Linked DNA regions of Oryctolagus cuniculus: region 1 is linked to region 2. Evidence: chromatin contacts called from public Hi-C data. All regions are on one chromosome and are shown on one strand. Each heading gives the region's core, a stretch centred on a gene start, on an enhancer-like site or on the middle of the called end of the contact. The rest is flanking DNA. Distances are from core to core; before and after follow the strand shown.

Region 1 (6,392 bases), core at 2,165-4,664, 280 kb before region 2:
GTAGCCACTTCAAGAATCATTTTAAAACTGAACCACAGAATAGCTCTCCCATTTTGCCACTAGAATGTTATAACTGTATAGCTGCAAAACAAACCAAGTTTCATTTTTTTCTCTCTATTTAATTAGATTCCTCACACTTGAGATCTGCATGAAATGTTCTCATAATATTTCCAATCCTACTAAAATAGTATCTAATTGGATTTCAATGAAAAATATTTCTCTAGAACTTTAAATCAGGATTTAAACTTTAAAATGGATAAATCTTTTAATATTGGCCTGTAAGAGTATTATAAGAAGGTGCAAGGTACAAGGGCCAGGGACTAGATTCTGGTTCTAAGGATAACATTATGCTGGAAGGAATCTTGATTTTTTTTTTTTTTTGGAAATAAAAATTCTTTAGAAAGCATTAAAATAAAAAGGAGACCATTAACAAAATTTAACTCATCTTTAAGGGTGAAATGTTATCAAAATTTAAAAAGTTTCATTACATTGCTTAGCTTCAAGATAAGTTTTAGTTCTTCAATTCCATAAACTAAAAATACAGAGATAATATACACAACAACAAAAACATGTTGACTGCAACTCCCCATAGTCTTATCATTGCCCCGCTTTTCAAGAAAATGAAATAGCTCTTATAAAGAGGACCTGAAATCCTTAAGCATACAAAGTAGATCAATACTCAAAGTCTTTTCAAAGACATTGAGGGCCAACTGCAGGTATCTCTGACATCCATCACCAATTTCTGATTTGTGAGTTTAGGCAGACATGCTGCCAGATATATAATGCAAGTGTCCTACTGGAAATAATGATAAAGTAGGTCACCTTTAATTCTCTCTGCAAACCTCTTTGCACCAGTACACACACACACACACACACACACACTAGTTAATTCTACCTTTAAAGCTAAGTTTGCAAAAGGGAAAAAAAGGTATCATGAACCTGCCATTTGGTGGAACAGCAATAATAAAGACTACCATTTACTAAATGGTTGGTTACTTTATGTTGGTAACTTCAATAAGTACTTCACCAGCACAGCAGATGTATTCCAAACAAGTGAACTAAAACTTGAAAACATTTCTCAAGTGGGGAAACACAAGAAAAAATGAGATTGAAGACAAGAGGCAATATTATGCTTAATATACTGGAAATGAAGAATACTTGGATTGAAACCCAGTTCTTGGGGCCTGCACCATGGCTCACTTGGTTAATCCTTTGCCTGCGGCACCAGCATCCCATTTGGGCCCCGGTTCTAGTCCTGGTTGCTCCTCTTCCAATCCAGTTCTCTGCTGTGGCCCAGGAAAGCAGCAGTATAAGATGGCCCAAGTGCTTGGGCACCTGCACCCGAATGGGAGACCAGGAGGAAGCACCTGGCTCCTGGCTTCGGATCGGCACAGTGCCGCCAGTGGTGGCCATTTGGGTAGTGTACCAACAGAAGGAAGACCTTTCTCTCTCTCACTGTCTATAACTCTACCTGTCAAATAAATAAATAAGAAAGAAAGAAAGGAACAAACAAACAAACAAACCAGGTTCTTTTTTTTTGAGGGTTGTTTTTTAACTGCTCTGAGTAGCAACCACATTATCTACTTAACAAGTTGATTTTTAAGGACTCAAGAGGTAATGAATTTTTTTAAAGGTTTATTTATTTATTTGAAAGTTGGAGTTACACAGAGAGAGGCAGACGCAGAGGTAGAGGCAGAGAGAGAGAGGGAGAAAGAGAGAGTGTGTGAGTCTTCCATCCACTGGTCCATTCCCCAATTGGCCGCAACGGCCTGAGCTGTGCCAATCCAAATCCAGGATCCAGGAGCTTCTTCCGGGTCTCCCATGCAGTTGCATGTGCCCAAGGACTTGGGCCATCCTCTACTGCTATCCCAGGCCACAGAAGAGAGCCAGATTGGAAGTAGAGCAGCTGGGACTCGAACTGGCACCCATATAGGATGTTGGCACTGCAGACAGCAGCTCTACCTGCTAAGTCACAGCACTGGTTCCAGAGGTAATGAATTTAAAACACAGTTCAGTGCCTTCCATATATGAAGGATTTTCAAAGAGTGTGAAAATACATATTGTGAAAAAAAACTGTTTATGGACTTCAAAAATTTTCTGCACCAACATAAAATTACCTTTCAATTCAATTTTGCACAAACTTCTTGAAGAACTATATATAGTAACTGATCAAAAAAGATAGCTTTTTACATTTCCAAATAAACAGATTATTAGTTTCATTTTGTATTTACCTGCTTAATACCCTTCCATACCTGAACCTATACTGCCCTTTGGTTGAACTATACTTATGTTTATATTACAAGAAGGTATTTTCTCATCAAAGTCCTGTAAGACAGATGGCCTGGCCTCCCCTACATGTAATCACCAGATATATATATATACACACACACACACACACACACACACACCCAGCACAGCACTGGGGTCCCTGGGAGACAGGAAAAATAAGACAGGCTAAACCTTCCAGAAAGTTAAAATTGAGAAGGGAAAAACGAATGTATTCATTCAACAAGCATTTGGTGCTTATAAAGCACTCCTTAGAAGTCAGTCATGACTGTGAGCACATTGACAAAGCTACAGGCTCTCAGATAACTTATCTAAAAAAGGACTCATGAAATAAATGTAAGGCGCATCAATCATTGTCTGGCACATACCAGAATCCACGGATGTACCCTTTGTTATTTCTAAGTAATATTTGCATGACCATTACAAAACTGGAAAAGGGAGTGTGCATTGTTATATTTCAGTTGAGGGAACTCAATTGAAGTAAGTAAGGATAGTCTGGATTATACTAAAAATCTAGGCAAAGAAGTCTGAATATGGAATCATTGCTGCGTTCTAAAGAGAGGAATACTATTAAATAACTTTTCCTAGGAAGCAACACACGTAAGATGCAGGCCCTTCATATGTAAGCTAGTTTTGGGAAGAAAAAGGTGGTGACAAGCTAGGCTAGCTAAGCAGCTGGAAGAGGAACTCCAGGCTAAAGTCACAGAGATGAGACTGGGTTCCTACAGTGTTGACAGAGGAGTAGTAGAGAATTAGCAAGATATTTCCAAGAGACATTAAAATAGTTATTGGCTAGCAGGATAAATGGGAAACAACAGCAACACTATGGTTCCAACCTCAGACACTGGAACTCTGTAACCATGTTCAGAAATGGGGCAAATGAAGTAGAGCGTAGGTTTGGTAGAGAAGGAGTAAAGACAATTTCATTTTGGATCTATTACATCTAATGTCATAGGAAGTCTCAAATACTGTGGCAGAAAATCCCACTTCACAATGACCAAACTAATCAATATGAATGTGTGTGTGTGCACGTGTGTGTGTGTGTGCATGTGTGTTTAACTTGGGAATGATAAGATTAGGAAAGTTGATAGGCCAATCCTTATAATATGTTCTTGGCATCCACACCCATATCCAATGGTTCAAATCTCTGCTAAAACCCTTCTCTGGCAGCTATATAAATATGACCTGGGAATAAGGCAAAAGCCTGAGGATATAACAAAATGGGATAATTAACAACCACCTTATGAGGCAAGTATTATTTCATATCTCTATTGCTTCCATATTTCCTGGTTCATTTTTCTTTTGGTTTTGGATTTGCTCCATGTTCTTCTCTTTTACTCTCACTCTGTTAATATGAAACTAGAGGAATACAAAAAAAAAAAAAAAAGTGGCAAAGGTACTCAGAAAAAAATGAGGCAAGAGGAGAAAAACATCCAATAGAGTGAGGGAGATAACAAAAGAAATGATTTGTTGAGTGTTTCTCATGTGCCAAAGAGTACACTAAGCTTTTCACAATGTAGACTAAAGCTGCTTTTATATGAGTAATGAAGTCCAACATGTAAGAATCATCTGGAATGCATTAAGAACGTGAGTGCTAAAGTTAGACAGACCCAGCTTCATTTGAATCTCAGCATCACAACTGATAACACTCGGTGTCTTCATCCTTATACCTCTTAAGGTTTTTATGAAAATTAACTGAGAAATAAAAATATTTTTAAAAGTTCTTAGCATAGATTTGGCATTTGATAAGGTTATGATACATATAAGCTTCTTTAAGAAACTGACTGAATGTGTATTCTGTTCATAATTGTCCAAGGCCATCCTTAGAATTTCCCCCTAAATGATTTAAAATGTAGTTATTCAATACTAGAAGATAAAAATCTAAATTAATTTAACCGAATGGCACCTTGCCAGAGGCATAACAATAGCAGATAACCATGAATCCAATTTTTCCCTTAAACCGTCACAACATATGTGTGGTTGTACATATGAATCACGATATGCCTTTTGTGTGAAGTCAATTGCTGTTGTTCCCAATATGTGGACTTAAATCAGCAAATCAAGATGGAAATGCCAATACCAAAAGGGCACTAAGTGGATTTGTGACCTGATTTGGCTGGTTCTGACCCTCATTTTGAGGGTCAGAATCCTGGGAAATGCTTGACTTTGATCCTTGCACATTGGTCAATCACCTGACTGAGATTCTTCAATTCTGAAATAATCCAAAGAAGGTGCTAAATTTTGGTAAGATGTAAAGAATTATGGTTGTTCCTAAAAGAAAATGACATGCAAATAGAAAACTCTTATTAAAATGTGAATTGGGGTACAACTCTGTTGACAAACTTTGGGAAAGCTAAAAAAAAAAAAAAAAAAGTCTTAGAGAAATACAATTTTGGTTCATATGCAACTTTTTCTCCTGAGATTTGTTCTAGAGGTAGGAACATCAAGTCACAAAGTTCAGGAGACTCAAGATTCCAAGATATTTGTGGAATATGTGACTCTGCATAATCTTATTAAGATGTTTTAGGAAAAAGACAAAAGTAATTACAGTACTCTTTATAGATACTGATTTTTAAAAATGCCTTAGTTTTATAATTTAGATACAATTAACTTGTAATTCCTATACATAATTGAAATTTTGGGCTTAAGCAGCTTATTTTTGTATTGTTACATATTTAAAGTAAAAAATGAGCATTTTTTCTTATTTTCAGCAGAAGAGAAGCAAATGTGATACTTTGTATGCCTTACAACACTATATTTACCAGTATGACACACTTTAACTGTGGTCAAGTTATATCAAGCCAGACAATTAAGTTTCCTGTAGCTTTTCTTTGCTATTTCAAGTGGTTCTAATAGACAGCCACAAGGGAGTGCTCATAAATCACTCAAAAGTAATGGCAAGAAATGTTGTCATGTGGTTAAAACAAAGATTCTCTAAATATGTTTGGAGTTTTTTTCCCTTCTACGCACTCAAGTTATAATTTTCCACAGAATATGGATTTTTCAAGTGCTATCCTATAGGAATTTTTTTTTTTTTTTTGACAGGCAGAGTGGATAGTGAGAGAGAGACAGAGAGAAAGGTCTCCCTTTTGCCGTTGGTTCACCCTCCAATGGCCGCCACGGCTGGCACGCTGCGGCCAGTGCACAGCGCTGATCCGAAGGCAGGAGCCAGGTGCTTCTCCTGGTCTCCCATGGGGTGCAGGGCCCAAGCACTTGGGCCATCCTCCACTGCACTCCCGGGCCATAGCAGAGAGCTGGCCTGGAAGAGGGGCAACTGGGACAGAAAACGGCGCCCCAACCGGGACTAGAATCTGGTGTGCCGGCGCCGCTAGGTGGAGGATTAGCCTAGTGAGCCGTGGCGCCGGCCCCCTATAGGAATTTTTTTTTTTTTTTTTTTTTTATTTCGACAGGCAGAGTGGACAGTGAGAGAGAGAGACAGAGAGAAAGGTCTTCCTTTGCCGTTGGTTCACCCTCCAATGGCCGCCGCGGCCGGCGCAGCGCGCTGATCCGATGGCAGGAGCCAGGAGCCAGGTGCTTTTCCTGGTCTCCCATGGGGTGCAGGGCCCAAGCACCTGGGCCATCCTCCACTGCACTCCCTGGCCACAGCAGAGGGCTGGCCTGGAAGAGGGGCAACCCGGACAGAATCCGGAGCCCCGACCGGGACTAGAACCCGGTGTGCCGGCGCCGCTAGGCGGAGGATTAGCCTAGTGAGCCGCGGCGCCGGCCCCCCTATAGGAATTTTTAACACTTACTTTTCACTGCTGAGAACCTCCCACAAATGGAATGTAAGAAGTATGAAAGGTAATTCTATTTACATTTTTACACATTGACTCCTCTTTCCCAGTTTTGCCTAAAATCTGCTGGTGATAGTCACAAGTCATGATGAATTAATGACCATATGTCCAATTATCCTGCAACCTACTAGGTAACACTAGGATGTAAGATTATCATTCTGTTCCTCAAACCGTCAAAGAGCCAAAACATCCAATGTTTTGAAGTAAAGATTTAATGATACTGAGATAATTAAGAAGACTACAGTGCACTATGCTACTTACAACAAGAAAACATGGATGTTATTGCTCATCGCAAAAATAGTTTACTCTTGC
Region 2 (6,401 bases), core at 1,896-4,395:
CCCTGCACAACCCAGTAAAATGTTGACAGTCCAGCCCTTTGCCTCCAGGCGGGTCCAACCAAAACAATCTTAAATCAAAATAAAAAGGGCATGTTACTGTCCAAGTTTGCCACTTAAAATGAAAATAGAGGGCCAGTACCTTAGCTCACTAGGCTAATCCTCTGCCTGTGGCACCGGCACCCTGGGTTCTAGTCCTGGTTGGGGTGCCGGATTCTGTCCCGGTTGCCCCTCTTCCAGGCCAGCTCTCTGCTATGGCCCGGGAGTGCAGTGGAGGATGGTCCAATGCTTGGGCCCTGCACCCCATGGGAGACCAGGAGAAGCACCTGGCTCCTGGCTTCGGATCAGCGCAGTGCGCTGGCTGCGGCAGCAATTGGAGGGTGAATCAACGGTAAAGGAAGACCTTTCTCTCTGTCTCTCTCGCTCACTGTCCACTCTGCCTGTCCAAAAAAAAAAAAAAAAAAAAAAAAAAAAGAAAGAAACTAGAAATACATCCTCAGAGCAAAGATAGTTCTTGATTCACACTTATTTCTGAAATAATTAGGGTATTAATCACTATAGTTGTGTTATTTATGTATCTTAAGCCTGATATAATACTGAGATTACATGATTTTTGAGTGTTTAAAGATATGATGCTATAAATACCATTCATTTTGTCACAGTCATCTGAGGTGCTGTCTGTTGAGAGTGCTATTTGAAACATCTTTTTCTGAAATAGGTGAAATCATAATGGTACTTTCATGAAACCTCATTTTTTTTATTTGAAAGACAGAGGGAATGGAAAAGTGAGAGAGAGGGAGAGAGAGATCTTCCATCTGCTGATTCACTTGCCAAATGCCCATAACAGCCATGGCTGGCCAGGCTGAAGCCAATATACAGGAACCCCATCTGGGTATCCTGCTTGAGTGGTAAAGACTCAAGTGCTTGAGTGATAATCTGCTATCTTCTAGGGTGCACATTAGCAGGAAGCTGGATCAGAAGCAGAAGTGGGACCTGCTCCCAGGCACTTTGATGTGGGATTTAGGCATGACAAAGAGGCGGCTTAATCCACTGTGCCACAACACTTTCCCTCGAAACTTCCTTTTCAACAGTCACCAGGCAGAAGTATAACACTAATGTTTTTAATTATGTGTCTATAAAATTTTATATCAAAGCTGTATTTTGTTTTTGTCAGAGGCCTTTCTTAGTTTTCCCCTTTTTAAAACGGCAGAGAGCACTGAGAAAATGATGGGTGAGATGAAAGAAGATTCAGTATTAGATGCAATGCTACAGATCTAAGTGATGGCTCCACCAAACCCTTCATCTCATTTCCTTTACTCGTCTTGCTGCTTGGTTGTCATTATTCAGGTTCCATTCCTTACTGTTTAGGGCAAGGACATATCTTGTGTCTTGAGGTATCCTTTTCCTATACAACGTGAAAGATGTTGGCCCTCATCACCCCCTGTAGAATGCTTCTCTCTTTCTCCCCACCCTTAGACACACACACACACACACACACACACACACTTATAAATTCATGCAATCTGTCCCCATCGAATTCCATCTTTAGATCTTCAATCCAGTTTTCCTAGAAACAGACGTTCAGCAGAGAATGCCAAAATGCCAGGACTGCCTTTATTACCATCTCTGCCTCCCTGCCATGCCTCGTGCTGGATGTAGAGAAGCCGTTCAAGCATGCTTGGTGATCTGTACCTGAAAGACATGTTGTTTGAATAAAGGAAGTGTAGGGAAGAAGTAGGAGTCTTGGGCAGTGTTTGGGAGTTGCATGGTGGAATGAGGTGAGGGCTGTCAGAATAAAGGTAGAGTGATTATATATATATATATATATATATATTATATATTGTATATATAGTAATGTGGCAGGCGCACTGTGCCGATCCAAAGCCAGGAGCCAGTGCTTCCTCCTGGTCTTCCATGCAAGTGCAGGGCCCAAGGACTTGGGCCATCCTCCACTGCCTTCCCGGGCCACAGCAGAGAGCTGGACTGGAAGAGGAGCAACCGGGGCAGAATCTGGCACCCCGACTGGGACTAGAATCAGGGGTTCCGGCCCCGCAGGCTGAGAATTAGCCTAGTGAACCACGGTGCTGGCCGAGTGATTATATATTGCAGTGTAGAAGTTATTTTCCCTTCTATTTTAACCAACTAGAAAGACTAAGGAAGAAGCATTCTTTGAATAAAGAAAAAAATCCTAAATTTCTAAATCTGGACCCTGTTTCTGATGAGTCATTTTATATTTCTACTTAATTGAACTAAGGGATGCCCATAGAGTCAATTAAATGCTATTTATGGGTGTGTCTGGGAGGATGAATCTTGGAGACAGTGGTAGACTGAGTAAGGAAGATCACCCTCACTAATGGGATGGACATCAGCCAAAGATTTGAAGGTCCAGATAGAACAACGATGTGGAGAAAGGCTGAATTCTCTTTCTTCGGAAGCTGGGGCATCTATTGCCTGCCCTAAGATATCAGAGCTTCTGGTTCTTGGCCCATAGACTCCAAGATTTAAACCAGTGACCCCTCCACACATTACTCCTGGTTCTTAGGTCTTTGGATTCAGGCTGAATTATAGCACAAGTTTTCCTGGTTCTGCAGCTTGTGTAGAGCATATTGTGGGATTTCTTGGCCCCCATAATTGTGTGAGCCTATTCCCATAATAAATCCCTTTTTATATATCCTTATGTATACTTGGTTTTATTTCTCTAGAGAACACTAATACACTGCTGATTGTGGGAAAAGATTGGATAATCTGGAAAACCAAAGCAATGTCTAAAGAGTGGTGGAGGTAAAAGAAAGATTTAAAGGCATAAAAAGTCATAGCATAAACCCCAGCAGTGCCAGCTGACAGTTACTACCTTACCTTTTTCTGAGTGAAGCTTGGCCTGCTCATTATTTCACAGAGAAAGCCAAGCCTCCCAAAGCAGCAGTCCAGGACACTGTCACTGCCGATTTGTTCCTTCCCAGGCCATGGCACAAGGTCGTTCTCATTCCATGATTCTCTCGTGTAGCCCCAAAGGAACAGAGAACACCTGCATCTGTGCAGCACCTCTGCCTGGTGTTTCAGTTTAATCACTGTCAACATCAAGGAAGGGCTTGGCCTGCTTTCTCTGCAGCCTGTCTGCAACAGGAGCTGGTGTGCTCAACTCTTGCCAAAAACGAATTCTTGATGTAGATGACTAAAATAAAACTGCCTGTGAAATCTAGTGTATACATGGAGACAGGGACATAGTCTTAGCTGCAGTTGTATTTACATGGAAAAAAATAAACAGCAGAATAAACCATTAAATAACACTTTCTCTTTCTTTCTTCCTAACCCAGAGTTTCTCTTTTGTGCTCAACCCATGATCTCTTTGTGAGTAGTTTATTTTCCCAGGGAAGCTGTTTGATCAACATGGAATGTATCAGCTGAAAACAAATTGATTTGATCAAGAGAGGAGTGTCAAGAACTCTGTTTCTAACAGGAAAGAAAATGAGGGCTGGCAGGCTGTTCACCAAGAAGGCAGAGAAAAGACATCATAATTTTGAGGTATTCACTTGGCTTCCATTCAAAATAAGATCAGTCTCTTATCCTCACATCAGTTGAAGGGCAAACATCACTCCAGGTTTTTGCTTCTTCCCAAATATAGCCTGATAGTTCAGCCAAGGACAAAAGAGGGTCAGATCTTCCTATGTGTCCTTTTTCTCTGAGAGATTCTTAAGGAGGAATCTATTTTGTGACTCTGGGTAGGCGGAGGACCCATGATACTGATCTACCGAAACAAACAATTTCAAAGCTGGGAGGAAAATAGCTATAAACTCTCCACCTCAATTTGCTGGATTATTTCATCTTCTGTCATGATACAAGAATCTAAGATGTTAGAGAGAGAAGTTTGGCCTGAAAGAGTATAGCTTATCAAAAATGTGTACTTATCATCATTGGATCATAGATTGATAAGCTATTATCTAAATAGTTGTTGGTAATCAAAATTTAGTTGACCTTTGGGCTTAATTTTCTTTCCCATCTGGTTTTGGTTTTGTGGTTGTCTTTCCAGCTCTGAGGAAATGTAATAATAAAAGATTAAGAATATAAAAACAAAATATGATTGGGGATCTTATCCAATCTCTAAATAAATAAACTGATTTCAGAAAATGAGATTGGAATATAATGTTATGCCACAGACACCCAAACCAGTACACAGATCTAAAATAAATGTGTTTCCAGGCCAGCACTGTGGCACAGTGGGTTAAAGCGCCACCTGTAGTGCCGGTATCCCATATGTGTGCTAGATGGAGTCCTGGCAGCTCCACTTCTGGTCCATGCCCCTGCTAGTGTAACAAGCAGCATAAGATGACCCAAGTTCTTAGGCCCTTGCCACCCACGCTTGAGAACTGGAAGAAGCTTCTGGCTCCTTGATCCTGGCTTTGGCTTGGCCCAGTCCCCATCATTGTGGTCATTTGGGGAGTGAATCAGCAGATGGGACATTGCTCTGTCTCTACCTCTCTCTGTAACTCTGCCTTTCTGAAAAATAAATGAATCTTTAAGAATAAATGAATGTATTTCATTCTTGAATGCCAAATTCAAGAGAGAAAAATGGTTTATCCATAATATGCTGCCATTCTGTGATAGCAACAATGGGGGGAGGGAAGAGGGAGAGAGAGAGTTGTCAAAGAAAGACGCACAAAAATTTATTGGTTCAAATGGTCAAGAGATTTGGAGCCAAGTTTTTGCGGGCAACCATCAATCCTGTCAGCCCAGAAGATCATCACATTCCTTTCCACCACATCTCAATTCCTTGACACAATAAAAGCAAATGCATTTTGTGTCACCTTGATTGTCTCCAACTTGGGAACATGGAGTTTATTCCAGGGCTACTGGTTATAACATGAAAGTAACAACAATAATAGTGATGGTGAATATGTATTATAGGTTGGCTAATTGTTTAAGAACATTATAGGAATTATCTTTTGTCATTATAGCAACTCTCTATGGTAGGCTGTATTATTATTATTATTACTATTATTGTTATTATTACCTCACTGAGAGGAACCCACAGCTTTGAAAGTGAGACTTATATTAGGTTGCAGTTAGTACAGGATAGAACATGATTTGAAACTGTATTTAGGCCGGCGCCGTGGCTCACTAGGCTAATCCTCCGCCTTGCAGCGCCAGCACACCGGGTTCTAGTCCCGGTCGGGGCGCCGGATTCTGTCCCGGTTGCCCCTCTTCCAGGCCAGCTCTCTGCTATGGCCTGGGAGTGCAGTAGAGGATGGCCCAAGTACTTGGGCCCTGCACCCCATGGGAGACCAGGAGAAGCACCTGGCTCCTGGCTTTGGATCAGTGCAGCGCGCCGGCACCCGCAGCCATTGGAGGGTGAACCAACAGCAAAAAAGAAGACCTTTCTCTCTGTCTCTCTCTCACTGTCCACTCTGCCTGTCAAAAAAAAAAAAAAAAAAAAAAAAGAAACTGTATTTGTATGTCAGCATTTGTTCTCTGTCCTAGATCTCTTAGTCTGAGGCAGGCTCCCACTAGGAATAGGAAATCACTCAGAAAGGCTGCAGGGCTCTCTTGTTTTGATTCCTACCTGATGCTGTGCATGCTCTGTGAACACACAGATTCTTAGGGTCCACCTGCACATCTGCCTGTCTGCTCGTCTATCCCTTCTACTAGAAAAGAGCACCGATGGTGTCTGATGCACAGTAGGCACTAGATACATCGTCACTGGGTGACTTACGCTAAAAATGATGACATCCTGGAGATTTATAATAAACACCATAGTCTTGCTCAACTCATTCTGCATTCTTTCTTACATGTTCAATACTTTGTTTGTAATTGCATGCCAACTGTTAAAATGTAGGCAGGTGCAGTTGCAAACACAATTTGAAGCATAATTGCCATTATTATACTTGGCATTTGCAAATTTAATTCTAATTACAGAATTAGCTCTTGCATTGTATTGAAAAGAAAAATAAGTGTTTTAATTTAGCATTTTAATAGGAAGTGTATGCATATTTACTAACTTCATTATAAAACTATCATCAAGTAATTGTTGAATATCTTTGGAACAAAATGCAATTAGCTTTTTTGATGGAAGTTGTTGTACTCTTATTTTATTAGAGGCTTGTTTTACTCATAGCACTACATTGTACTCATACTTAGCTCAATCCTCAGATGCCCTCTAGTGGTAAAAAATAGTAAATAATAAAGCATGTGAATAAAATGAATTTATTCCACAGTCATACTTTCACAATCAGTAATCATTTCTGTTCTGAGTTAGCAGACAAATAAAATATAATACAAAATGGAATATTTGCTTTGTATTTCCAAATTAAAGTAGAAATCTTTTAAAATATCTAACAGTATTAATGAAATAATAGTAAAATAAGATATAGTGAGTCTATACATAATAGATTACTAATAGGTATACATAA

What was found. A called contact is a pair of places that touch in the nucleus more often than the background predicts.
Region 1: a Hi-C map of skin fibroblasts shows a contact between it and region 2, with 4 times the contacts expected there. The contact joins two enhancer-like sites. A contact is called at or near these places in 4 of 6 Hi-C or Micro-C datasets (embryonic fibroblasts, liver, skin fibroblasts and 1 more).

Annotation. Positions count from the first base shown.
Region 1 is chr1:92,399,808-92,406,199 of mOryCun1.1, reverse strand. All of the region lies in intron 3 of ARHGAP42 (Rho GTPase activating protein 42), which reads right to left. Among named protein-coding and RNA genes, the nearest start is that of ARHGAP42, 170 kb to the right of the region's middle. Within about 2 kb of position 3,414, at least 1 of the 8 cell types and tissues checked has an H3K27ac peak or open chromatin away from gene starts, as enhancers often do.
Region 2 is chr1:92,123,680-92,130,080 of mOryCun1.1, reverse strand. No RefSeq gene overlaps it. Among named protein-coding and RNA genes, the nearest start is that of ARHGAP42, 110 kb to the left of the region's middle. Within about 2 kb of position 3,145, at least 2 of the 8 cell types and tissues checked have an H3K27ac peak or open chromatin away from gene starts, as enhancers often do.